Linked DNA regions of Mus musculus: regions 1, 2 and 3 are each linked to region 4. Evidence: chromatin contacts called from public Hi-C, HiCAR-type and HiChIP or PLAC-seq data. All regions are on one chromosome and are shown on one strand. The core of a region is the stretch at or near the end of the contact, and the rest is flanking DNA. Distances in the headings are between cores, read along the strand shown. Region 1 has its middle 59 kb from the start of Tlr4. Region 2 holds the start of Astn2 (astrotactin 2). Region 3 holds the start of Tlr4 (toll-like receptor 4). Region 4 holds the start of Brinp1 (bone morphogenic protein/retinoic acid inducible neural specific 1).

Evidence for each region. A called contact is a pair of places that touch in the nucleus more often than the background predicts. HiCAR-type assays count read pairs that join an accessible place to other places. HiChIP or PLAC-seq counts read pairs in DNA pulled down with a chosen protein or histone mark.
Region 1: a Hi-C map of cerebellar granule neurons shows a contact between it and region 4, with 4 times the contacts expected there. The contact joins the enhancer-like site here to the promoter of Brinp1 in region 4. A contact is called at or near these places in 11 of 39 promoter capture datasets (the 3T3-L1 cell line, the HPC-7 cell line, cranial neural crest and 8 more), 2 of 15 datasets of contacts at CTCF or cohesin (the NIH/3T3 cell line and stem cell-derived epiblast-like cells), 13 of 484 Hi-C or Micro-C datasets (brain, cerebellar granule neurons, cerebellum and 7 more) and 3 of 115 datasets of contacts at active chromatin or transcription factors (astrocytes, forebrain and neural progenitor cells).
Region 2: a HiCAR-type map of astrocytes shows a contact between it and region 4, with 6 times the contacts expected there. The contact joins the promoter of Astn2 here to the promoter of Brinp1 in region 4. A contact is called at or near these places in 3 of 39 promoter capture datasets (3T3-L1-derived adipocytes, the C10 cell line and stem cell-derived epiblast-like cells), 1 of 484 Hi-C or Micro-C datasets (cerebellar granule neurons) and 1 of 115 datasets of contacts at active chromatin or transcription factors (astrocytes).
Region 3: an H3K27ac HiChIP or PLAC-seq map of the NIH/3T3 cell line shows a contact between it and region 4, with 34 times the contacts expected there. The contact joins the promoter of Tlr4 here to the promoter of Brinp1 in region 4. A contact is called at or near these places in 4 of 39 promoter capture datasets (cranial neural crest, hippocampal neurons, liver and 1 more) and 2 of 115 datasets of contacts at active chromatin or transcription factors (the NIH/3T3 cell line and astrocytes).

Annotation. Positions count from the first base shown.
Region 1 is chr4:66,767,416-66,770,589 of GRCm38.p6, reverse strand. No RefSeq gene overlaps it. Among named protein-coding and RNA genes, the nearest start is that of Tlr4, 59 kb to the left of the region's middle. Within about 2 kb of position 1,674, at least 26 of the 459 cell types and tissues checked have an H3K27ac peak or open chromatin away from gene starts, as enhancers often do. A contact at or near this core is called in cerebellar granule neurons and cerebellum, where this site is marked.
Region 2 is chr4:66,402,372-66,405,787 of GRCm38.p6, reverse strand. It overlaps Astn2 (astrotactin 2), which reads left to right and starts at 1,305. Exons shown (of 23, transcript NM_207109.2): 1 at 1,305-1,905. The coding sequence starts at 1,428.
Region 3 is chr4:66,826,217-66,829,667 of GRCm38.p6, reverse strand. Tlr4 (toll-like receptor 4) reads right to left here and starts at 2,117. Exons shown (of 3, transcript NM_021297.3): 1 at 1,747-2,117. The coding sequence starts at 1,836.
Region 4 is chr4:68,952,763-68,955,955 of GRCm38.p6, reverse strand. Brinp1 (bone morphogenic protein/retinoic acid inducible neural specific 1) reads left to right here and starts at 1,559. Exons shown (of 8, transcript NM_019967.2): 1 at 1,559-1,942.

The DNA of each region.
Region 1 (3,174 bases), core at 425-2,924, 2.2 Mb after region 4:
TATGTGGGAAAATGTTTCTTAGTCGCATCATAAGTAAGAAATAGAAAAAATCAAATAGAGATTACTACCTTGTCTCCCTATACTGGGGGACAATATATGGCATGAAAGAAGGGATAAGGCCACAGGTAGCTAAGGGGAGAGAGTAGAAAGAGACAACCCATGCCTGGAATGTCTAAGCCAGTGGAACATTTGAACAGTCCTTTCTGTCATCATGTAAGATTAAGAACACAAAGTAATTTCATCCAAATACTAAAGATATAAAGGAATGGGGAATTTGACTGGGAGTGTTTAGAAATAATGATTTCTGGAAATCAATTGTGACTTAAAATTTGAGTTCTGTCTTTGTAAAATAAAATGGAAAACGGGCACAATTTATGCTTACGTGAATGCGCATAGAAACAAAAAAAAATGCACACACACACACACACACACACACACACACACACACATACACACACACACACACACACCATCTCTTCTTCAGCACCACCATCTTCTGGTCATGGACCTTATGTTTTCCTCTCCAGATATGGAACGTAGATTCTTGCTTAGAAATTTCCTGATGAAGGATGGCTATCTAATCAGCATCACTCCCCTCTAGGACTGCTTCCCATAGTATTTTTAACACCTCATGCACATACCACAGGCACACTCAAAGCAAGGATTCTCCTGCACTCGTTCTTTCTCTTCTTGGAAGACTTATCATTTCTCAGCCTAACCTCTTTCTGTTCCACATAGTTTGTGTTTTGGAGCAATAGAACTATGATAGAAACTGAGGTGATCTCTTGCAAGAGGATGGGAACTGGACAGTGAGACACATACATGTATACAGCATCACAGGAGCTGACCCAATGTGCATAATACTCATGTACACATGATCAAATATGTGTATGTGTATAATCATGCTCATACATACAGAACACACAGAAGCATGAGTCAGAATCACACATGAGCATAATCCAAACACACATGCACACAGTAATTCTATATGTGCTTAATCTATACAGACATCCAGGCCCGCTTAATGACATATGATCATAGGCAAGATGCAACTATGCACACCCAGTCTCACATGCACATACTCAATGCACACATTACTGCACATAAAATAACACGTTTAGCATAACTACACACATAATGCATACATATACAATCTCTCGTTTGCCCAGACACAAAGGCTCCTCAAAAATTTTACAGTTGAGCAGAACACTGAGGAGGTGGCATGTATGGCTGGGCATTGGACTGGTGTCCCTTCCCACTCTTCACCTTTTCTTACAGGTGCACACAACAGCACCCAAACATTTATCCCTCCAACTAACACATTGGATAACAAGCTTCAAGCAACTGTTTCTTAAGCATAGACATAATCCAGACAGAAAGAAAACAGGGACACAGGAGGACAGAAACATAAACATCCTCTTACATGTTTAAAGTAAGTATAATTTAGAATGTTCATTGCTTCATCAGCTACACCTTGAGAAGAATTTTGAGTCAAGCAGAGCTACAGAATGACAGCACCTGTGTTTGATCTAAGGTTATCTGCTTGTGGCCCCTCAAGTAACTATGGCCTGTGGTCTGGAGAATCTTTACTTTCTGGTTCGCCTAAAGCATGCTTCATAAATACATTCTTCTCAACCCTTTTTGTGGCCCTGCATCTCCATCATGTGGGAAGAACTGGCACTGCACCCCACTTAAGCGTTCAGGAAAACTGAAGCTTAAACTGACAAGAGAGAACAGGACTTGACAGATCACGGATGGCATCTTCCCTGTTCCTAGTGATGGCACGGAGGACAAATATATTTAGGGGCTTTTATCACATATTTAATCCTTATAGCACCCTTTTGTAGAATGCTTCTATCTTCTATTTTAAGAAAGATACTGATGAAGAATCATGTCCTTTACCCAGATGCAGTTAACCTTTCTGACTTCCAAATCCCTTTCATTTTATTTATTTCACTTGTAGCACCTACTGAAATTATAAAATATGTGGAAATAATGCTCCTAGACTAACATATGGTACTTCTAAGTAGCAGTGAGTTTTTAAAATGTATTTTGAAGACAGCAAAAGCACAAAAAAATATTCACTATTTCCTTACCAAGTCTGATTTTCCTGCCTGAGTAACCTCTTCCCGGGTCTCCCATGTTTCATATCTATATCAGAACTATAGCTTTACCAATCCGAACTATGTGTCCTGGAGTAAAACACAGTCACTTTTGGGTTTTACCTAGTTGAATAAAGAGAATATTGTATTGCATCTAAGGTCTGATTAGCCCCCAACATGTGCTGAAAAACAGCGTCTCTCTAAGAATCCTCCAACCCTACATCACCAGATTCATTCTGCTTATAGACTGAGTAGCTACTGAGTTCTTAGCCTCTCTGACACACAAACAGCCATTGTTAAGACCATATAGCCCAGACAGTATAACCTACTCAAAGAGATCATTTCTGTAATATACACTCATTCCATCTTTTCAATTCTTCAGAGAATTCTAGTTAGTATTATTATGACTTGTTATGCTAGTGACTCTGGAGGTCCTGAGTAGTAAGATAGATCAGCGTTGCAATCATTCCCATTTACACTAAGATGCGTAACGTGAATATGCACTCAGTAAGTATGCAAGTCCATCATGATACGAAGTGTAAACAAAGCATGTTTTATTAAGAAAGTAGTATGGTCAGAGAATACATGTGCATTGAAAATACCCAGGAGTCAAATTATGAATCACATTTTGGTTTCTCTCAGGTAAACATGCTATAATTTGTTTAAACATGTAAATCAGGGGCTGGTGACGTTACCTAGGCTGTGGGTCACCTTTTAAGACAGAATTCCCAATGGAGGATGTTACATTAGCCAAGAGAAGACATATTTAAATAAACAAAATGGTAGCATTTGGAAGGGACAAAAGACAATATAGTGAAAACATTTCAAATCAGGCATGAACAGTAAGCAAGGCATAATGGATTGTCAGCAGTAGACCCCCTAGCCTGGCTTCAGAAGTCTCTCACAAACTATAATCTCAGCATCTGAAAATTCATCTTGCCACAGTGGCAAGATGTGAAAGCCTAAGCAGAATGCCCTTATGGTTGGTCACTTCCTATTATATAGTTCATTATAACAGAGACTAGTTTAACCCTGTTATAATTTTCACATTTTTCACAGATGCACACAATGA
Region 2 (3,416 bases), core at 56-2,555, 2.5 Mb after region 4:
AAGTTAGGGGGAAAACAAAACAAAACAGCCAATGGTAAGACTACAGTAAGGAACAGACAGCCAAGCTCCACAGAGGAGGGAAATGGCTCATAAATTATAGTGAGGAAGCTTTTGTAAGATTAAAGTCAACGCAGGGAAGAAGGAAATGAGTGCAGAGATGAAAGACAGAGCAAAAGAGGTAAGAAGATGAAGAAAAGTTTTACTAGGCAAAGGAGAGTGTGCAGGTCCATTCTCACAGAGGTGATGTTTCCCTTTCAGTATAGGTCTGATGTATCTAGGTTAGAAACTGGAATCAGCCCAAGGCCACAGGGTATTCTAAGACCCAGATTTAAGGTTAAACTTGAATCTCCAGGGAAATATGTGTGTGTGTGTGTGTGTGTGTGTGTGTGTGTGTGTGTGTGTGTGTGTGCCATGAGCAGAGTTGATGAGTGAACAGCCCTCTCCTGTGGGAACTGGGAAACGACCCAAAGCCTAGGATGCCAGGAAAGGTCCCTTCCTAGTGCCCTTTTCAGGAATTTCTTACTGAGATTGGAAGCTGCCAAGTAAAGCTGCTCCAAACTTGGAGCAGGGAGGCAGAGTAAAAGTGCCTGAGTGGGCTGCCTGGCAGGGCCAGCATGGAGGCAGCTAAGGGCCAGAACAGCCCAGCTGGAGTCAACTGGTGGGGAACATATTAGAGGTCAAAGTCCCAAGCTTATGTGTGCACTAGCCTTCAAGGCTGCAACCCAGACCTGGATGGAGAAATGACGTGTGGTCCTCCTGGTAGTGAGATTTCAGACAAGTGGTTGGGGAGGATTTCCTGATGCCTCTGGGAACTTATTTCAGAAGATAGAACAGGGTAGAAGATTGAAGAGACTGATTCTTGAGATTGATGTGGGGAGGAGAAAGTTGTCTTGGCTGTCCAGAGGAGCACTCAACTCCCAGGAAGGCCTGGCCTTGGTCAAGGCTTGGCGACAGTGCTTTCCCGGGTGTACTGCAGCTTGAGCCAAGGGTGGGATGAAGCTAAGGTAGTTGATTTGACTTAAGAGAGATTGGAGGAGACGCAAGAGGGGCCCCTAAGTGTAAAGAATTTTAGAGAGAGATGTTGGAGCTGAAGAACCCTGTGCAGGAGGCTTTAGGGGAAACCTAAGAAAGGGGAGGGAGCTACTGGGACCTGTACGAAGCCGGGCGGAGCCTCCGAAAAGCTCAGGGTCCGCCAGGGGAGCGGGCGAAGGGGGGGCCGGCGGCGGGGCGCGGGGAGGCGGCGCGGGGGGGCGGTCCAGGGCTGATCGGGAGGCGGAGCCCCGAGCTGGGGGCTGCTGGCTAGTGGCTCTCTAGGCTCCTTAGCTCGGGCGTCCTGGTTCGCTTCAGTGTCCGCTGTCTCCACCGCTGCTTCTTCTTCCTTCTTCTTCACGGTCGCCACCGCCCGCAGCACCGCAGCCCCTCCTGCCATGGCCGCCGCCGGCGCCCGGCGCAGCCCGGGCCGCGGCTTGGGGCTTCGGGGGCGGCCGAGGCTCGGCTTCCACCCGGGGCCGCCGCCGCCACCGCCGCCGCCGCTGCTGTTGCTGTTTCTGCTCCTGCTGCCGCCGCCGCCGTTGCTGGCCGGCGCCACGGCCGCCGCCGCCTCGCGGGAGCCCGACAGCCCATGCCGGCTCAAGACCGTCACCGTATCCACGCTGCCCGCTCTGCGGGAAAGCGACATCGGCTGGAGCGGTGCCCGCACCGGGGCCGCGGCCGGGGCTGGGGCCGGGACCGGAGCCGGGGCCGGAGCTGCTGCTGCTGCCGCCTCCGCCGCGTCCCCGGGCTCCGCGGGTTCAGCCGGCACAGCCGCGGAGTCTCGTCTCCTTCTCTTTGTGCGTAATGAGCTCCCCGGGCGCATCGCGGTACAAGATGACCTGGACAACACTGAGCTGCCCTTCTTCACCCTGGGTAAGGGTAGGCGCCGCACACGCGGAGTCCCAAGAAACCCAGAACCCCTAAGTGATACCGGACGGGTGGGGGCGCCCTGGGAATCCCCGCTCCAGGCTGCCCCATCAGGGTTGGCAAAGGGCAGCCCAGGGGCCCGGAGGGCGCACAGGTGGTTGTAAAGAAGTGTGGGGCAGGAGGTCCTGGAGCGCGCGCTCTGGGAGCCCGGGGGCGTGCCAAGGATCCCGCAGCGGGGACCTGGCTCTCAGTTTTGCAATCAATTCTCTGAGCTCCGCCCCTTGCATCTAGGACGCAGAAGACCCCAAGTCTCTCGGTGTGCTCTGACCAGGTACTGGGCAAGGAAGACCCTTGCTCTGAAGCCAGTTCATGGTCATGCTGCGCACTGCTCTTCTGGACAGCTCCAGTTGTCTGCCCCCTCTGTCTAGTCTCGAGTTGTGGATCCTCCCCTTCAAGACCGGTTTTCTTAGGATCAATTCAGACTAGCTACGTGAACAAGGAAAGACCCAGTCCTCAAAAGCTTTCCCTTCTCATGGTCTTGGTGACCTTGGCTAAGTCTCTTACCCTCTGAGCTTCGGTTTTTGGCTTTCCTTAAATTGGGGCTGGAATCGATTGAGTCGATATTTGAGGACTGAGGTTCTGAGCCCAAGATCTCTACTTTTAGATTCTCCCTCCGTCCCCGCTATCCCTATCACCTTCTCTTTTCTCCATTACTCCTAGTCGTGCGTAGGCTTGTCATTGCTGTTCACTTACTGGGCTAAGAAAAAGGACCGAAGAGGAAACTGATGGGGGTAGGGGGCTCAAATAGTAAAGTTAATCAGAAAGTTCGCCAGCAGCTTGCCGCCTGCTGATTCCCAGCGCGAATTCCGGAGGAGTCGGCCCTTCCGTGGAGCTGTGGGAAGCGCGGCTGATTTCCCACCCGGGTAATTGATAGCTTAATTATCTCAGAGAGCGTTTACAAAAATGTTGTTCCCCTTAGCTCTCCCGCGCTCGCTGTTCGCTCGCTCTCCCCTCCCCTCTTGGGGGCGCGGGGCCGGATTGGTTGTCGGAGTCAGGCCAACAACAGTGCGGGAGAGGCGCCAAGGGCTCGCGTGGAGACGCTTCTGCAGGATCCTTGTTTTGGGAGGGATCTGAATCTTGTTCTAGTGTCGCGAAGTGGCGGGCTTTAGTGGTTGGCATACTTAGGAGCCAACCTGGAAGCTCCGTATTAACTCTTTGCTCTCCGGAAAAGACTTTCAGATTAATGGACTAGACTTCACTCTTCTGGGAGCCCTGATGGTTTTTGTATTTGCTAATGCCTCCCTCCTTTCCCTTTCCTTTACGCATTTGAGCCAGCAGCCAACCTAACCACTAGGTTTGGAGGCACCATGCTTTTCTGACTGGTTGTTACATGAGTATGTGGAGCTTTCTAGTGGAGGCAAAGCAGGAAAACTACTGGTGGGTTCCCGGGAGACTTCCGGTGGCAGTATGGCTCAATCTCAATCAATCTCTCTCTCTCTCTCTCTCTCTCTCTCTCT
Region 3 (3,451 bases), core at 868-3,367, 2.1 Mb after region 4:
ATGGGTGAGACAGACCCTGGCTAAAGGAAAGAACATGTTCTCCTCGGCCTGTCCATAGGGCTGGAGACAGACCTGAGGCTAGTGCTTAGCCAGTGTTAGTGTGGGATGCTTTTATTATATTTCACGCATCATAACTATATTTAATTGCATAAAAATCATTGAAACTAATTTGATGCATTTATTCTTAATTTTTCAATTTGATCAACAGTGAAGTTTTAAACTATATACAGGGATTCCATAATTTTAGCATGGTGAGCCTTGACCTAGGTGAGGGATGATGGTGTGTGTAGTTAGCTTAGGCAGTGCTAAGGCCCTGTAGGATGAAGCAACCATCATGGTTCCAAAGAGTTATTAAGAGTATAAAGGAGTAGTTTGATAAATCTAAGCCCCTGGACCAATAACAACAAATAAAGAAGAAACTGTGTGTGGGTATAGAAAGGAATATGAACTAGGAAACCAGTCAGGAATCACTCCTGAAGACAAGGCCAAGGGCCCTGAGACCTGGCTTACAGAAGGAACAAGCAAGCTTTGAGAGTTGACAAAGCACACCAGACACCAAGAGCAACGGGATTTTATCTCAGTGTAGCACTGATTGGAAATTCCATCTCTGCCAACATAACTGAGGAATCAGAAAGCAAGATACTGTGATTATAACTTTTTAAAATTAACAGTATTTTTCCCCATGTGAATGTCATGTATCTTAACTCATTGAACCAGTTTTGAGCTTCTGAGCCTACCTCACCCCGAATTCCTTCCTTGTTTGCTCAGTTCTATTGTGAGCTTCTAAGATAATTGCGTGGTCTGTGCAGGAGGAAAACAAGAATGAGTCATGGGTCAGATTACTCACGACTCAGTATTCGACCAAAACGGGAGTTACTGCCTTAGCAGTAACTAATTGATGTTTTAAGTTGCTCTGTCCCTCTCCTTCCCTCACCCCTCCCATTTCTTTATCTCCTAGAATTAGTTGCAGAATACTAAAATCACTTAGAAAAGTCTTTGTGTTTTTGTGTGTTTTGTTGTTTTATTTTTTAATAGAAATTCTTTCATTTAAGACAATTGTTCCCTTTATTCATTTGTGTGTGTGCTCATGCATATACACACCTGCCAAGGCAGACACTTGCAAGTGAGAAGACATCTTAAAGGAGGAGATTCCCTGCCTCTAACTTGTGAGGCTTGAGGCTTGAACTCAGATTTTCATCAGGCTTGGCAGCCACTGACCTTACCTGCTGAGCTACCACTCAAAGCATCTCAAAGATGCTTCGAAAGCAGCAGAAAAGACACAGCTACCTTCACTTGATTTGGAAAGGGAAGGAATGACCGCTAAAAGCTGAGTGGCCAGAGTTCCCACAGAAAGCCCTGAAATTACAGCCTACTTACATTTTTCAGTGATTACAGTCATGCTTTCGTCCCGTGAATACTGGCCTCAGAGACGTTCAGTAAGTTCTTTAACGACTCTCAGGTATGTCACAGAACAATGACTATAAACTAGTTTTACTAATTTCAAGTCCCTAAATCATGACTCAGACGCCTTAAATGAAACAAGACACCCCTGGCTGCCTGTTCCTGCCCTGTGTTAACACTGAGGCTTTTTGTTGCCAAGGCTTCTCAAGTTTTTGGTTAGTTTAACTCCTTCGTGCAAAATAAACTAAGCAGAGCACACACAGGGAGCTCTGAGCTGTGGATAGTTTTGAGAAACAAGGCAGGCTAGCAGGAAAGGGTGTGATCACATGCGATCAAGACACATACCTCTATGCAGGGATTCAAGCTTCCTGGTGTCAGGCAGGAGAAGAACAGTGCCATGATCAGAGTCCTAGCCAGGAGCCAGGGAGGCATCATCCTGGCATTTTCTGCAACCAGTGGAGGCCATGAGAGAACATGACGATCTGTAACTGGTGGCAGCGCAGAGTCCCTGGGACACCTGCCTCTTCCCTCCCAGTGGGTGCCCCTCTGCAAGTACTATATTCAAAGAGGAAGTGAGAGTGCCAACCTTAGCATTCTCACTTTTGGTTTTGTTCTAGAATCGATCTGCCCCGTCGCAGGAGGGAAGTTAGAAGACTGAAGACTAGAACAGGAAGAAGGCGTTTGCTGACCGACTGGAGGAACAGCAAGAGGAAGCTGGCTTTCATCCCAGGAAGTCATCTGACCTCTGGGCTTGGTGAAGGCAGGGAACTGGCGTGGAGCAACATCCTCATTCCTTCTTTATTTTCAACAGAGGATGCTTACTGCTTCAGTTAGACTCCCAAGTCTCCCAGAGCACAGTATTAGGGACTGGATGTTTCAGACTAGAGGAACATATTTTCTCACAATGCTAGAGATTAAAACCCAGGATGAAGATATCATCAGTTGCCGTGTCTTGTGTCATGATGCTTTCTTTTACCTATGTGTGTACGTGTTCATTCGTTCACGGGGGGGATGTATATTTCGTGTGTGTGTGTGTGTGTGTGTGTGTGTGTGTGTGTGTGTGTGTGTGTGTGTGTGTGTGTAAAAGCCAGAGTTCACTATTGAGTGCCTTCTGCAGTTCTCAGTTCTCAATCTTCTTTTATTATTAATTACTATTTATTATTGGAAACAGGATCATAGTGTTTATTATTAAAAGGAGAACGTTCAGGAAAGATAGGAGCAGGCTCGTGAGCTGTGGGAGAAACTCAAGAGGCTCCACCATTGTTTTGGAGCCGAGGTCTCTAACTGAACCTGGTACTGATTCCTTGGCTATACTGACTGATCAGTTAAGTTTTGAGATCTCCCACCTGTAGCTAGCCTTTTCCCAGTGCTGGAATTATAGATATCAGCATTCGGGTTTTTGTTGTTTGTGATGTTGTTTTTTTACGATGTTTGCTTTTTATTTGTTTATTTATTTCATTTTTTTAAATGCTGTTACTGAGGATCTGCAGGTCTTCATGAATTTGAAACATTTTATCAACTGAGATATCTCCCTGGCCCCTGACCTCTTTTTTTAAAATAATCAGTTATATTGTATTAAGGCAGACCCATAAGACATTAGTTTACTTTAATTATCTCATTAAATTCAAGTCATAGGACATGGCACTGGGAGATGAATTTTTAAATTGCAGTCACAGAAACAGGCACAGCCTATGAATTTTAGGGAACAGTACATAATTCTACATGTGACACTGCTAGTGAAGAAGTAGTGAAGGGAATCAGAAGTTGCTGAAGTAAAGGTCAGGTCAGATGACTAAACACCAGATCACCTTGTCCAAATGATTTTATTTCCTGAGCCTCATTTTCAGCCCTGTAAACCTGAGAACAGTTTTTACCTCCCTCCTTCTTTACATATTTACATTATTTGACATATCTAAATACTAATATTTAGAATACATACACTTAGAAGGCTATGTGATTCTGCTTGGATCATCTGTGGACTGCTGGCATGTGGTAGCTTCCCAGGGAAGCTTCTGATAAGAAGATGAAAATACCAGCAACCTCCAACCTC
Region 4 (3,193 bases), core at 310-2,809:
AGGCTAGAAGCCAAGGGAAGAACAAAGTTCTTGACCAATAAAAAGAGAAGTTTCTGAGTTTCCATCAGTCAGAAAGAAAAATCACCTTTCCGATCCCAGCAGTGGCCTGGGAGCTGTCCATGGTACTGACCTTGTCTCATTTACTGTGCAGTGCAAATGAAGAGGAAACCTCTCTTGCGTTCTGCTGCTAGCCTCTCTCTCCCCTGATCCCTGTATGTTTCTTCTTTCCCCTCTACTCCTTCTTTGTCGATTATGCTGATTGTTCTCAAGTTCCTAGTCTGTAATTCAAGGATTTTTTTCCTCTCATTTTGCTTCAAAACTCCTCCTTTTTAGTCACTGTTTTTTAGGTTCTTCTACATTTTTCTACCTACTTCATCTCTCTCGTGTTACCTTTTGGGTAAAAGAAACATTGATATCAGAAAGAATCACAGCAGCGAGTAATATACAAGGTGCATTAACTACATGGAAGGAATATATATTACAATTTTTCTTTCAACTACACAGCAATCTCATTAGAGGGTTAGTTATCTCATCTTACTAAACAGGGAGAAAGTGAAGGCTAAGATAACTTGGCCAAGGTCCTACACAGACAGGATTCCAGTTCATGCCGAACACTTACACTTTTCACTATATCTGGATTCCTTTACATTGTTCAATATTTTCCTTTTGGTTTTCTGCCTCTCACTCTCATAGCTTCGACAGAGATTCCCACCCTGGACAATTCTTTAAAAGACTAGGAATCTACACTTCCGGTGGGATTTAAGCTTTGAGTAAAATAAAGCAAAATACAGAGAATCCGTACAATGTGTAAATTTAGACCATGAAAAAAAGGCCTTTCGTTTTACTTCAGGCAGAGGCCCTGCCTGCACCTCAGGCTGAATGCGGAGTTTTTCAGCTATCTGTATTCTTGTGTTCGTCTAGCTACCCTGGCCTTTTCCCTGTCTCTGGTGGTCCCTAGAGAACTTTGCGTTCTCTTCGGCTTCCCACTCTGACATCCTTCCCACGTAAGGAAGCGCGTGCTTAATTCTGGGAGGTTAAGTGGGCTCTCGCCTACACACAAAAACAATTTCCAGTAGTCACAGAGAAACACAGAGACACAACGGGACTCAGACGTGCGTCACCCCAGACAAAACCCACTCAGGTATGTACACGCAGTCACGTCAAGCTCCCGCATAATCAGAAATACCAGACGCTCGCGCATCACTCAGCTACAGACTCATTTCAGCTGGAATCACGATTCAGGATCTGCGCGCACATGGTTCTTTTGGGTGCTCCTGTAAGGAGTCTTGCAGCACTGTCCCCAGACCCATGTGAGTTCCTCTGAAGCTCATCCTTTGCCCACCCAATCTGCCCCTCCCTTCAGGCGGCCCCACTTCTCTTCTCCTCTCCCTTCTCTTCCCCCAACGCCCGAAGACGTACAAAACACTCCTTGGAATCTACCCCGGCACTCAGCTCCGCCCTCCCCGCCCCCGGCAGTCTCTCCCCCATTCATTTTCCTCCATTGCCAGCAAAGTCCCTCCCACTGCCTAGCCCGGCCTCCGCTGCTCCCCTCCCGGAGACCGCGGCGCACTTGGACTTCCCTCTCCATTCGCCAGCCGCCTCGCTCCGAGTCCCCGCGGCTGCGAACTGATCTGGCACAGGGGGTGGGCAGGAGGAGGAGAAGAGCGCAGGCAAAGGAGAAGGCGAGAGAGCCAGAGAGCCAGAGGCAGAGGGAGTAGTGGCCACCTTTTGGAGTCGGGATTCATGCCTGTCCTCGGGACCAGCCAAGGGGACTTTAAGGCTGAGTATGAGCCAGGCTGCTAGGAGCCAGGTACCCCCACGCCTGCAGTCCCCGCGCCGTCCCCGGTATGCGAGCTGGACGCAGGGCTCTTCCAAGTTCCCACCGAGCCGAATAAAAAGCGTCTTTCCGCTGCTCTCCGCCAAAGACGGACATTGACTCCAGGTAAGGCGACTCCGGGCGCAGCTCCCCACAGCCCCTCTGCCCTTGGAACCAGCCCCGGACCGCAGTCGGGGCGCCCCCGCCTGCGCCTCCCATCCCCCTTCCAGCACCCTCGTCCGGTCTTCCCTCGCCTCCAAGTCCTCTTCTGTTCTGGAGACTGGGTTTCCTGTAGATTGGACTCCATGGGTTAAATGCGGGTTTTAGTTAAGTGTCGTGTGTGTCCCCGCGCGCTCCCGACGTGTGTACCATGGTGGGAACTTGATGTGGTGCTAGTGTATGTTTGCCTGTGCAGCGTCGTTTGCGTTTGATGCGTGTTGTGTGTCTGTCTGTGTGAGTGTGTGTGTTTGTGCCCTATAACCTACTTTCAGCGGTGTGTGTGTATGCGTGTGTGTGTGTGTGTGTGTGTGTGTGTGTGTGTGTGTGTGTGTGTGTGTTTGCATGTGTGCGCGTCTGTGTATTTTTAATTAGATCTCTTCAGCTTGCAGGGAATGGAATGGGGTTCTTACTACAGTATCACGTAGCCACCGGGAAGCCCGCTGTGGACTTCCTCTTAGGTCTCTGGGCATTGGTTTGGGAGATGCCAGGAATATATACGGTGCCTTATTTATTCCAGTAATGATACCAATGAAAGAAAAATATCGTCTAAATCATGGGGTAGTGCTGCACACTTGAACTCACCGTTAAAAATGAAAGAGACATGTCCAAAACCCGAGACAAGCGAGATGCTGTCCCTTTAAATTCCACACTGGGCAGACTCCAGGATTCTGATGGGAATTTGGAAAGGCTGAGTATGGAGTGAGAAAGAAAGGAGGAAGTCAGGAATCTCCTTATCTACTGCATGACAAGTCTTGGGTAGAGATGTCATCCTGTCTCCCTGTTGCAATCAACCCCCCCCCCCAGCCTTTTTTCTGAGGGGGTGGTCTGGGTAAGTTTGCCTGAATCATCTCAGGGGAAAAGAGCAAGCATCCTCTGGCAATGTGATTGTCCATCTCAGTCACATCCAGCACCAGAGAAAATAGCCTTTGGGGCATCGCTGGGTGCTTTGGCAGGAGACTGATGTGTACTTTCCTAGGACGCATTCTTTTTGCCTTCTCCATCTCAGACAAGCTTTGGAAGCCCCAGAATCTCTTCTTAAAACTGTGCTTTCTCATGGCTCCAGGAAGTTAGGAAGCTACTGGGAGAAGGGAGAGAGATTAGTGTCTCTTCGTGGGTGTGGGGGGGAGGTCTATATGTATGTATTTGAGGACCAAGGGA